Regions from separate parts of the Mus musculus genome. Here region 1 is linked to region 2. A link is a contact called in public Hi-C data. All regions are on one chromosome and are shown on one strand. Each heading gives the region's core, a stretch centred on a gene start, on an enhancer-like site or on the middle of the called end of the contact. The rest is flanking DNA. Distances are from core to core; before and after follow the strand shown. Region 1 has its middle 24 kb from the start of Adgre1. Region 2 overlaps Gm33566 (a long non-coding RNA gene).

Evidence for each region. A called contact is a pair of places that touch in the nucleus more often than the background predicts.
Region 1: a contact with region 2 is called in a Hi-C map of the G1E-ER4 cell line, with 5 times the contacts expected there. The contact joins two enhancer-like sites. A contact is called at or near these places in 3 of 15 datasets of contacts at CTCF or cohesin (embryonic stem cells, large pre-B cells and pro-B cells), 51 of 484 Hi-C or Micro-C datasets (3T3-L1-derived adipocytes, the G1E-ER4 cell line, the N1E-115 cell line and 27 more), 8 of 115 datasets of contacts at active chromatin or transcription factors (the HPC-7 cell line, bone marrow-derived dendritic cells, bone marrow-derived macrophages and 5 more) and 1 of 9 other capture datasets (embryonic stem cells).

What each region holds. Positions count from the first base shown.
Region 1 is chr17:57,331,495-57,338,147 of GRCm38.p6, reverse strand. No RefSeq gene overlaps it. Among named protein-coding and RNA genes, the nearest start is that of Adgre1, 24 kb to the left of the region's middle. Within about 2 kb of position 2,662, at least 49 of the 459 cell types and tissues checked have an H3K27ac peak or open chromatin away from gene starts, as enhancers often do. A contact at or near this core is called in the G1E-ER4 cell line, where this site is marked.
Region 2 is chr17:57,167,802-57,174,219 of GRCm38.p6, reverse strand. Gm33566 (a long non-coding RNA gene) reads right to left here. Exons shown (of 7, transcript XR_876893.3): 6 at 4,941-5,126; 7 at 2,428-4,060. Among named protein-coding and RNA genes, the nearest start is that of Cd70, 21 kb to the right of the region's middle. Within about 2 kb of position 3,364, at least 8 of the 459 cell types and tissues checked have an H3K27ac peak or open chromatin away from gene starts, as enhancers often do. A contact at or near this core is called in the G1E-ER4 cell line, where this site is marked.

The DNA of each region.
Region 1 (6,653 bases), core at 1,413-3,912, 160 kb before region 2:
GAAAGGATTTGAAAAAATTAAATATAGCCCATCAATTTCAGTGGCAAGGTGGGGTGGTGGTGCGTGCGAACCTGCATGCGCATGTGCAGACCAACCTTAATCTTCTCCATCACGCAGCATCCACTGTCTGCTTTAATGTATTTTTCATTAGTTCTTTGAGAACTTCCTACATGTGCTCCCCCTCCCGCTCCCAACTCCTCTCGTCTGCCCACCATTATCAACTTGGTGCCCTCCCTTGTTGGTTGGTCTTCTAACCTCCTAAGTCAAATCTGTGCCACTCACATGTGTTTTCCTAAGACGGGGTCTTCCTCGCTACCCTAGAATCCGCAAGTCGAGACATGGATCCTCACGTTTGTGGAGCGAGCACTGGAGCAGCTGGGCCAGCCAGCACGCTTCAGGAAAAGCACAACCATCCACAGAGACGCTGGTTTCTAATTAGGACTTCAAACGGATCCAGGTTCTGTGTGTGTGCAGCCTATCCCTCAATCCCACCGGCCTCCTCTCCACCTCCCTTGCTGAGGAGACTCCAAAGTACACAGGCTGTGTGGTTTATTCCGTTCCTTTTTTTTTTTTTTTTTTTTTTTTCCTCGTCGGGTGATGCACACCTTAACAATTTGGTACGTAGATTACGAGTGAAATGGTGACCTCTCGAGGCAGTTAGCATCCCCCTCCCCTTCAACCATCGCCTTGTCCTTTCTCATGTGTTTGTTTGTTTGTTTGTTTGTTTGTTTGAATGTGTATCCTGCTGTGTGCATGTGGAGGTCAGACGTCAGCTTTCAAGAAATGGTCCTCACCTTCCACCACAAGAGTTCCAGAGGATGAACTTGGGTCATCAGAAACTGACAAGTGTATTCACTACTGAGCCCTGTCCACACACACCCATTTAGTGGGGGAGGGAGGAGGGGTTGGTTGGTTTTTGGTTTTGGTTTTGGGGTTTTGGGTTTTGGTTTGGATTTTGGTTTGGGGTTTGTTTGGGTTTTTTTGGTTGGTTGGTTGGTTGGTTGGTTGGTTGGTTTGGTTTGGTTTGGTTTTTTGTTTTGTTTTGTTTGTTTGTTTTGTTTTGTTTTGTTTTGTTTTTTGAGACAGTGTTTCTCTGTGTAGCCCTAGCTGTCCTGGAACTCACTCTGTAGACCAGGCTAGTTTCAAGGGCATGTGCCTGCCTCTGCCTCTCTCTCTTTCTCTCTCTCTCTCTCTCTCTCTCTCTCACTCTCTCTCTCTCTCTCTGCCTCTCTGCCTCTCTCTCTCTGTCTCTCTCTGTCTCTCTCTGTCTCTCTCTCTCTCTCTCTCTCTCTCTCTCTCTCTCTCTCTCTCCCTCTCCCTCTCCCTCTGCCTCTGCCTCTGCCTCTGCCTCTGCCTCTGCCTCTGCCTCTGCCTCTGCCTCTGCCTCTGCCTCTGCCTCTGCCTCTGCCTCTGCCTCTGCCTCTGCCTCTGCCTCCCAAGTGCTTGGATAAAAGACCTTTGTCACCACAGCCAGCCTAAGTTTTTATTAAAACAGATACTGCTCACTCTAGCTGAACCTCGTGGTGCAGGTTATGAAATCTCAGATACTGGGGAGGCTGAGGCAGGAGGATTATAAGCACAAATCCAGCCTTGATCTGCTACATAGAGAGACCCAGGCTGTGGGGGGAGGGGAGGCTCAGTCAGTAAGTGTTTGCTAAGCAAGCAAAGCTCCCTGAGTGAGCTCTGCACACCCTCACTTAAAGTCCAGGCATGGAAATGAAGTTCTATAATCTAGCCCTGGAGAGAGGGAGGTGTGGAGATCAATGTATCCCCAAGGTGGCCAGCCTACTTACTGAACTCCAGGGCTATAGAAGAACCTGTCTCAAAAAAATAAGGTGGAACCCTCTCCCCAAGAGGAGACAAGGAAGACTGTAAGAGCCAGAAGTCAGGCACGACTGAAGCAGGATCTCGGTACTAATAAACTACAGCACCTGTGGCTGCTGCTTATAATCAGACCAGTCAACCTTACAGCAGGAGTTGGAAGGGCTCATGAGCCCACCCTAACTGAGGAGCTGGACAGTTGATGGCTGCTGATGGAGGGAGAGGCAGTTTTCTTTAAACTATGCCCCTGACCCCGCAGGCTGACCATGCCCCAGTGGATAGCCACACACCAAGTACTACATGGACACCCCAAATTAAACTGGATGGGCTATTTAAAATTTAAAAAGAAGGCATGGTGTTGTAAGACGATTTGGATGACAGCGGATCTGGGAGGAGTTGGGGAATATACACAGTTGAACCCAGGGGCCATATCACTCGTGGACGCTAGGTGGCAGCACAGGGCTGCAAGTGAGCGCTGTGTGGTTAGACTGCAAAGTGTTCCTTGAAGTGAAAAATGGGGGCCTCGGCGCCACAGACAAGGAAACACAGCCTGCTGGAGTCTATGCCTGACTTCATAGGCTGGAATTCCACCAGTACAAGGGTCATTGTTTCGGATAAATGCATTTCTCTTTTAAAAAATAATAAAATTATCCAGAGTACCAATTCAACAAATGAAGCTCAGATCCACCTAGAAATCACTAGAGATAAAAATAAGTTGTAAACATTTTTTAAGAAAAATATGTAACAATAAATTATTGAAGGGTAGGGGCTGTGAGGTGGCTCAGCAAGTAAAGAAGTTTTGCACCTAATGACCTGAGTTTAATCTCTAGGGCCTACACGATAGAAAAAGGGAACTGACTCCTGCACAATGTCCTCTGGCCTCCTATTGCTCTCGGGATACTCACACACTCGTTCACACAAACACAAATCAAATAAATTTAATAAGAAACTAAGCCGGGCAGCGGTGGCGCACTCCTTTAATCCCAGCACTCGGGAGGCAGAGGCAGGTGGATTTCTGAGTTCGAGTTCGAGGCCAGCCTGATCTACAGAGTGAGTTCCAGGACAGCCAGGGCTACACAGAGAAACCCTGTCTCAAAAAAATAAATAAATAAATAAATAATAAAAATAAAAAACAGAAAAGAAAATAAACTAAAAATAAATTGAAGACACCATATCATCCAGTAGTGCCGCTGGCCATTCCTTCTAGAAGACTGGGTGGAGATGCCAGAAATACCAGGGTCCCTTCCTGGGGGCCTCTCTAGGCTCATATCCACAGACTTGTGAGTAAACACGTGTGCACACCCACAAATAAACTCAATCTCTTCCGTCTTTCCTCCCCTCTGCAAACGACCCGCCCAGCTGCAGACGTTGTGTCATTACCGCACATGTCCGCGAGGGGGCGATCGTGCCTTTAACGTCCAGCTGTCTGCCTCGGACCGGTCCTGCTTGGATGTCTGCCCCTGCGTTTGAAGCTTATGTCCGATTTCCCACATCTTCATCCATGTTTTTAAATCCCTAGAACAGTGTAGGGAGAGTATTTTGAGGACTGGCCTAGTTTCTGTTGCTATAATAAAATATCCTGACCAAAAAAAAAAAAAAAAAGGGAGCTTTGGAAGCTAGGGGTTGAGTTTACAGGTCTAGATTACAGCCCATCTTTGTGGGGCAGTTAGAACACACACCTCAAACAGCTGGCCGCGTGACAACCACAGTCAAGAATGAAGAAGTGAAGGCCAGCATGCTCATTTCTCCACAGTTCTGGATCCCTGCCTAGGGAATGGTGTGGCCCACTACAGGCTGGGTCTTCCCACATCAATCCCCCACAGACCCTACAAGTCAACCCACCGTAGGCAGTCACTACAGCAAAACGTAACTTGAGCTGACTAATACAAACTTCTGCCACCCTGAGCCTTAAAGATGGACTGAACACTCTGGGCATGGCTGGAATGGCTCCAAGAGCAGATTCGTGACCTCTAACTCCTCAGCATCGCATGATTCAGCCTTTCTTTTTCATGGGAGAACCATGGGAGCAGGCAGCATTCTGTTACCATGGTGCTTGTGATGGTTAACCTTGACTGTGGACTTGAACTTGAACTTGAATCAGCTGAGAGACGTGCTTCTGGGGAAATTCACGGGGGGACTTTGCCCCTTCCTGGAGAGCTCCTCCACTCTGTTACTGCCCCTGTGTTGTTCCTACAATCCTTATCTGACATGCATTGAAGACCTGGGACCCTCCAGAAATCCCCCCACCCCAGGCCTTCAGATCTGGACTTTGCAGCACCCACCTCATAGACTGGGCTGCTACCAGGTTCTCGGCCTTGGCAGCATACAGGCAGCCATTATAGACTGCCCAGGCTGTATCAGATAAGCCAGACGAACAAATCTTCCTTTGATACCTATTGATTCTATCAGTCCTGTTCCTCTAGTGAACTCTAATGCAGTTCTTGAAGCCCGCAAATCCAGTGACTCTCCCTACAGTGAAGGCAGACCCTTCAGACGTGATAAGCATTTCAGACCAGACTCCTGTGCCATAGTCTATCGTTGGCCAAGAATGTGTGTGAGACAGCACTCGGGCACTGACTTTCCTGAGAGAGAACCAGGCAGTGCTGTGGCCTCTGTTAGCCACTTGACCAGTAATTCTCAACCTTCTTAAAGCCGTGGCCCTTTAACTCAATTCCTCAACCACAAAATTATTTCCTTGCTACTTTGTTAACTGTAATTTTGCTACTGTTAGGAACTGTAATGTAAATATCTGATGTGCAGGATATTGTGATATGCAACCCCTGTGGAAGGGTCATTCAACTACCAAAGGGGTTGTGACCACTGCACTAGGGTGCTGAGAACACAGCTTAGCCCTGAGACTCAGCTTTTTTTAGTGTGTGTGCTATGTGGGATGTACTCACACCTGTAATTCTACATATGCAGGTGCTTATACCGTCACAGGTGTGGAGGCCACTGGAGGCTAACACTCCCCACTCATTCCCCTGATACCTAGTCTCTTGCCGAATGCAGAGCTTGGCTGACAGCCAGAAGTCCCAGCAATTCTCCTGCCCAGGGTTGGCCAAGCCCAGATCTTTCCTGAATGCTGGGGACTCAAACTCAGGTCCTCATGTTTGTGCAGCAAGAACTCTGAACCTCTGAGCCTTCTCTCCAGACACATCACGATGCTGTGCCTTCAAAAAAATATGTCCCTGACTCTCTGGTAATGTACCGTCAATTTTCCAGGGGGTGAGATGACCTCCAAGTCCATTATGTCTCAACCAACATTCTCCACCGCCCACAAAGCTGGATCTAATATTGGGCCATGGGGATGTTCGATACAATGGCGCCTTCCTAAATAATGTACACTCTGAAGTCCTGTCCCATTGGCCACCAACGCTAGCCCTTCTTTTATTTGAGCTTGGTAATGGTGATCCCAGCCGATCGAAAGAAATCCACCCAAAAAGGTCAGTTACTTAGCTCTTGACTTAGCCCTAAAGTACTGCAGGTAAAGTCAAATCAGAGAGAGAGGGGGGTACTGCCAAGGCCTGGGGCCAGAGGGTGGTGGGTGTAATGTAAATGATGAAAAAGTTCTGGAAGGTGGGTATTGGTTCTGGGGCCATGAATACACTTAGCAATAGTTAAAACACTCACAATGGCAGGGATGGTAGACTGTGTGCTGTGCTTAACCACAGTCTTAAAAATAAAGTCTATTCAATAAGAAAGAGATGCCAAGGCATGAATAATATATGTTGAAACGAATCAGTCTGATGCACAGGCCTTTTCTGAAACAATCAACAGAGGTAAGGGGATGGGGTTCATGAGGACCCGCCCCTTCCTGGTGACTGATAGAGTTGGGAGGGGAGGAGCTCGTGAGGCCCCACCCCTTCCTGGTGACTAATAGAGTTAACAATTGGAGGGGGAGGGGCTCATGAGGCCCCACCCCTTCCTGGGATTGATAGACAGTTCAAGGTCTCCTGGGACAGGATAGCAATTTCTTCAGTGATATAGCCACAGTCAGCGGCCCACACTCCTGTAATTGCCTCTCATCTCAGCCCTGATAGAATTCTGTGGTCTGTCAGAAATCAGACATGGGAGTAGAAGGTAGACTGGGTAGGAAAAGGAAGGAAATCAGCTGAAGTGGGAGGGGACAAGAGAGAATGACGGAGGATACGATCAAAATAAATAATACATGTATGGAAATATCATAATAATGGGTTCATTATTAGGTTTAAGTAATATCCACCATTAAAAACATGCCAAAAAAAATAAACAGAAGTCCGAAGCCAAGAGAACAGACAGACAGATGGCAGATAGGAGAGAACGAGCTACAGTCTGTGGTGGTAAAAAGATGGAATCCTATCCCCACAAGTCCATCCACAACCGAAATAGGGTACCATGAGAAGAGAGATTTCTCTGTGCTGGGTGAAGCTGTGGCTAAGTGGGTAGAGCTGTCATCTGTCATGTCCGAGGCCCTGGTTCCATCCACCGGGCCTGGTGGTGCACACCTCTCAGCCCAGCACTTAGGAGGTGGAGACGGGAAGAGTAGGAGTTCAAGATCACCCTTGGCTATATAGTGAGTGCGTGGCCATTGTGAGACTCATGGGAGCCCGTCTCCAAAAAAAAAATAATAACAAAATAAAAAATAAAATTGAAATCCCTCTGACAGGAGCAATTTCCTGCTCAGGACTGTGACTCTGGTCAAACATCCTCAGCTGGCAGGTCATGACCAAGGCTGGGAGGTCATGACATGGCTGGGAAGTCGTGACCCATGGCTGGAAGGTCATACCCTGTGGCTGGAAGGTTGTGACCCAGGGCTGGGATGTCATGGCCCAGGGCTTGGAAGTCATAGCTGT
Region 2 (6,418 bases), core at 2,115-4,614:
GCACCATTATGGACTTCGTTCTACCTCCCCAGAGTGGTGGCCGTGCACTCCAGGCACCCGGAGAGGCCGACTATGGTATGGTGCCCTTCTTTATTCTGATCTTTCTTAGGACACAGAAAAAAGCGATCATTACCAAACATATTGTAATTAGTTCTATAATTATATGGGTCCAGGTGACTGATTTATTTCACTAGCAATATATGTAGCATAGTTGTCTCCTCCTCCTCCATCTCCTCCTCCATCTCCTCTTCCATCTCCTCCCCCATCTTCTGCTCCTCCATCTCCTCCCTCATCTTCTCTTCCCCCATCTCCTCCATTGCCTTCCACTCATCCTCCACCTTCTCTAGCATGTCCAGATTTACATGGCTCAAACTCAGATCCTTATGCACTACCCACTGAGCCACCGCACAAACCCATATTACCTTTTATAATGCAGACTCCTAATGGAGTCTGTCTTCTGAGTGGAATGTTTCTACCGGAGCAACTGGAATAAAAATAAAATATGAAGCTATATAATTTGAGTGTTTCCCAAAACTACAATTTTAAAACAGAGAAGAAAGAATGCAAGACCTGGAGGATAAGGCAGAAAGCAGTGAAATGCTGACACACGACAGCTGGAGCCCTGAAGAACTAACTGCAGATGTCGTCACTTGCTCAAGACTGATCAACCAGCACCATCAGGGACAGGGAGAGGCTCAGTAGCTCCACCCCTTCCCTGTCAGTTTTTCTCAGTGATTTTCTGTAGAGCGCTACACACCCATGGGCAGCACTAACAAGTTCTCACTATGTAACTTTTAGAAATTGCAGTTTAGTTCCACCCCTCACACTTTCCCCAACTCCCCTTCAAATTCATAACCTCAGAGATACACATACATATATCCATGAACCAAGTAAAGAGGAATCTGCAGAGTGAGAGGGAGTCTTCACTAGCTGTAAAATTATACATCTGGATGGAGTATTAGTAATCCTAAGTACAGAAAGAATTTAAAGAAGAGTCAGGAAAACAAATGGCCCAATTTGAAAATAGCCTATGAATCTAAAAATAGAGTTCTCAAAAGGAGAAAATAAAAATGGCTAAGGAATGGTTCAAAAAAATTAATCACCCCTAGCTTTAGGGAATGTTAGTCAGAAAAACAGAGAGACTTCATCTTACCTCTGTCAGAATGGCAAAGATCATGAGAACAGACAGCCAATCCTGGAGGGGATATAGGGAAAGGGGCCCTCCACCCAGTGTTAGTGGGATTGCAAACTCACTGCGGCCACTCTATAATCAGTGTGCAGAATTCCCAAAAGCTACAAATGAATCTTACATATGACTCATTGAAGTTGAAATTTTGGGTTGTTTGTTTGTTTGTTTGTTTTTTGGAAAGTCAGTTCTGTCTAATGGTGTTTTGCTGGGGCAAACGTGAAGGATTGTTTTCCTGAAGCAGACACAAGTGAAAGGATGTTTTGCTAAAGTAAGTGCGTGAAAGAATGAGTGATGATGGATTATTCACTAAAGACACACATGCATTGGCTCTCCTTACATGTGTTGCTGAGGCTACATTTGTCATGACTCCATAAACAGAAACACACCAAAAAATTCCTAGAGATATGCTGCTGGCTTCTTGCCACTTCTATGCACTCAGGCCGATTGGCAGAGTGATGCCAGCTGATTCAGACTCACGTGCTGAAGTAAGACACATGGTGAGGCAAGACCCATGGAAGACATGTGATGTTTGGAGGGAGTATAAACGGGATTCAACTTACTGAGACAGGAGCTTGCTTGTAGAGATAGCTTTACAACACTTCTTGGTCTCATGGTTTCACTGACCGTTGCTTAGTTGAAAGAGGAACAGCCAAGAACTTCTCCTGGAATCCCTGGTGGTCCTGGTTCCTTCTGCTGGCTCATGCTTTTTTTTGGCTGAGGTCTGGCTACTCCTACTAGGCCATGCCACCTCTGCTGACCTGTGAACTGGACTGCTGGTATATCAGTGAAGTGTTTCTGAGTGAATCAAACTGCCACTGCTAACTCATGTGGACTGAACTGCTGACTTTCTGACAAAGCAGATAGGATTTGCTCCAATGAAAAATTTCTAAATAGGTCCACTTCCCTCATATCCTAATAACATTTCTCTTTCACTACCTCTGCTGGGTGGTTGGCTAGAAGAGAGGTTAAGGCCTTTAAGAACTTTATTAAAAGTAGGTTTTGGAAAAATTAAGGTTACAGCCCATCTATACTATTCCTTGTCATTTGCCCAAAGGATTCATCATTCTTCTCCACAGATACAGGTTCTGCCATGTGCATTGCTCTATTCACCATAGGAAAAAAATGGAAACAACCTAAACATCCTTAAACGGGTGAGTGGATAAGGAAAATATGCTACATATACACTATGAAATAACTATTCATCTACAAAGAAAAATGAAATCATGAACTTGGCAGGTAGTTGGATGGAAATAGAAAATATTATACTAAGTGAAGAAATCCAGAGAAAACATGGGAACCAGGAAAGTCTAGATGGACCATGGCAGGAAAAGTGGGAGCTGCAGAGGTAGAGAGCATTAGGACACTGCTGTGAAGGAGGAATTTGGAAATTGGTACAATACAGAGGGAGGGAGAGGGAAGGGGATTTAAAAATCCACAAAGAGGTGTAATGTTATATGTTTACTTACAACACATATAAAATGTATAGATCTATGAGTATGTGCTTTAAATGGAGTCATGTGACTTGGAGTGTTGGTGCCCCCCCCCCACAAGTGCCATAAATAATTTAACAAAATCCCCAGTGCTAGGCATTAGAAACATCTCTTCAAGTTATTCTTCAGGGGAGCCCAAGAGTTTCCCCAGCAGTTTAGGCTAATGCCAGTGCCCTTAGCTATGTCCTAGAACTTGAACTAGAACACTCTACTGCTGAGATATCACAAGTTTAGGCACAGGATCCCAGACAGAACTGAACTAGAAGCCTCCTTCCTAGTGGCTATGCATATAAACATTCTCTGTTATAAACCTGGGATTTCAATTTATTTGCAAACTTGTAGTGAACTTTTTACCATGTGATAATGCACTCTGAAAGTCATAAAAATGATGAGAACAACGAACAAAGACAGGCCTCCCTCCCTTTTCTTCCTAAGACTTCAACTTTAGAGGCTTGGGATTCCTGCAGAGATAGAACAAAGGCTACTAACAAAAACCTCCCACTGTTTTACTATGAGGTGCTAAACCAGAGACTGCAGCTTCTAGCCCCAGGAACAACTCAGACAGGCAGATCAACTACAGAAGCAAAGTACCCTACACTTACAATGGGTAGACGGTTTATTATTTTATTGTTAGACTTAGGTAATCTAAGACTGTATTAAAAGGTGCTGGGATGCCTCTCGTGGGTTGCATTTCTGCATCCTGAATGATTAACCGCAGAATGGGCTGCCCAGCAGATGGCCTATCCTGAGATAAGATGTCTCCTAGTCATGTGACTATCTTTAAGCTGTTCCTCTAGTGGGTAATTTTATTGTCCTGTTCCTGGACTTTAGGGTCTGCTGCTGGAGCAAATGGTTCATTTTTTTTCTCCACTAGATTCTGAGTGGAGACGAAATGGGATAAAAAGGTCCCTCCATTCTCTAGCCTGGTTGCCATTATTTTGTGGTGTCAATATTTGAAGTGTGCTTCCCCTGTCCAGGTCCAAGTGTGCTGTGTGAGAGATGTGTGCGCTCATGAGAGAGAGGGAGGAGAGCTCTGACAGGCTCAAACATGGAGAACATGGCACCACCATGTCCCCTGTCCTTCCTCCCTACTTTTGTCTCCCTTATTTGGCCATTTCCTCATTCCTGAGACTGACTGCCAAGGCTAAGCCACTAGATTCCCTTATAAATAGACAGAGACAGAGATAAGGAAGATGAGAGTTTTACTCTTAAAGGAGGTCACCTGGTGTTTTCTTTCTGAGCTGTACAGTCGGGGGGTGGGGGGGGAAATGAGTGACAGGGTGACCAAATGATAGCCACACTGTACTCAACCGGGCATTTTCTTCACAGGACACCAGTGGATGTGGCTCAGATCCCTCCTTCTGTCTCAGAAGCTTGGGCCCTGGGGAATGGGAAGATGTTCAGTCCATAAAGAACTTGCCACACAAGCAAGAAAGACCCAGGTTCAACTCCCAGAAACCACAAAAGAAATGGCAGCATATGCCTGTAATTCCAGCACTGGGGAGTCAGAGACAGGAGCACCTCTGGGTCCCAATGGCCACCTCCCTAGTGAATCCATGAGCTCTGAGTTCAGTAAAAGATTGTCTGGGAAAACCTGGTGGTATAAATGTCTTTAATCTCAGCCTAGAAGCAGGTGGATCTCTGAATTCAAGGCCAGCCTTGTCTATATATAACAAGTTCTGGGACAGCCAGTATTAGGGTTTTTAGGCAGAAGGAAGGATACCTTGATGAATTGAAGCAGAGGGACAAAATCACAGCATGCAACAGGCCTCATGCAAGAGTATAGGGCAGGTGGAGGATTATGCAGAGGTTGCCTCTGAGAGAGGGCCAAAGGGGAAACTGAAGGTGGGCTGTGAAGGCAGTGGCTTCTCATAAAGATGTATATATACTTCGTGCACATAGGTAGAATATACGACTTTTGTGGGGCAGTGGACCATGTTAGGAAACTTGATAAGGTAGAGCAGATCAGAGAACCCAGAACTCGGTGTCTCCCTGCTCCCTACTAAGATTCCAGGTCAGGAACACATGCCACACTCCCGACATTGGTCACATAGCCCAGAACAGAGATCTCCACACTAGAGGCCCCGAGGATTTAGCCAATAAGCTTCCCTTTGAAGACACCCCCCCCCCTCTTGCAGAGGTACTTCATGTCTGGTCCACCCCGAGAAGTGAGTACACACCCATTTCCCACAATGAACAGTCAGTAAACAGTATGGATAAACATGGACTGTCTCTCATCAAAAAGTTTTGACTGCTCTTACCTCATGCAGGTGCCTGGCAAGTATCGGGCTATGAGGAAGCCGCGGGACACTGCTCCAGGGGTGGGGGAGCACAGTCTGAGGTCTTGGGGTCAGCCAGAGCTGTCTCGTGGGTCCCTGGGTCTGCAGGAAGGCTCAGGCCATCTGGTTCTCAGGCTCTTGAGCACCAGGTAAGGTTGTGCCCATACCCTGACAATAGGAAAATGAGGAGAGGTAGGTCCCCAAAACTTTGACAAGATCAAGTTAGTGGTCCTGGTGTCCAGGAGAAAGGAGATGGGCCATCCGGATATTGTAATGACTACTCAGGGCTCCCTGTCAGAGATGACAGAGCCCAGGCCAAAGCAGTCCAATCCCCTTCGTTCATTCATTGCCTCAGAAGTCTGCTGGAGGGTGACCTGGGTCTGATGTCCCCGCTCTGTGGGGAAGGGAAGCAGACAGGAGTCAACAGCCAATGTTCCTATTTTTTTTAACTTTTTATTAATTCTTTGTGAATTTCACATCATGCATCCTAATCCCTCTTATCTCCCCCATCCCTTTGTATCTGTCCTCTGCCCTTGCAGCCTCATATGTGTGTGTGTGTGTATACACACATATATATGTGTGTGTGTGTGTGTGTTTGTGTGTGTGTGTATGCTATAGTGTGTCCCACAGTATTCCCTTTTGCCCACACATATTTACTTGCAAATGTTCACTACAGTGAGTCATTGGTCTGGTTCCAAGGCTTCTGCTACACTATCAATACTGTATCCTCACTGGGATTCCTCTCAGATGCTCTGTTGTTGCCCTGTGTCATGGAGATCCTGCAGCTTTGGATCTGCAGGACTGGCCCAGCAGTTCATGGCATAGTTGATGGGGTGGGCCAACTCATAGCCCTGGATCTGAGTCTGAGTGGGAGCTGAGTTGGTCAGCCCTCCAGCTCTCCCACACCCACACCGTGAGTAAGCACGTGTTCTCCAGCACTGCCCCACCTAACCCACCCAATGCTGCCGCCAGCGAGGGGTAGGGCCAGCTCTCCTGCTCTCCTGACCTCTAGCCAGTCCATCCAATACCACATGACCAGGGAAAAGCTCTGCCATGCTGCCCAGGAAAGGAGCAGGGCCTGCTCTCCCAAGTGCTGCAGTAGGTGAGGGGCAGGGCCAGCTCTCCCACTCTCATGACCTCCAGGCCAGCTTTTCTGCCTACCACAAGCATCTCTCCCTCACCCAAGTCACTACATGGCAGTAGTAATAGGGCCAGCTCTAGAGATAGCACACACTTTGGACATGGCCAGAAGAGCCTTCAGGGGTTAGAGAAGGCCAGGACCAGTGACTTTCCTGAACACATTTGAAGCAGTGACTCGGTGTACACTCGCATGCCTTTAATCCCAGCACTTGGGAGGCAGAGGCAGGCGGATTTCTAAGTTCAAGGCCAGCCTGGTCTACAGAGTGAGTTCCAGGACAGCCAGGGCTACACAGAGAAACCTGTCTCGAAGAAAAAAAAAA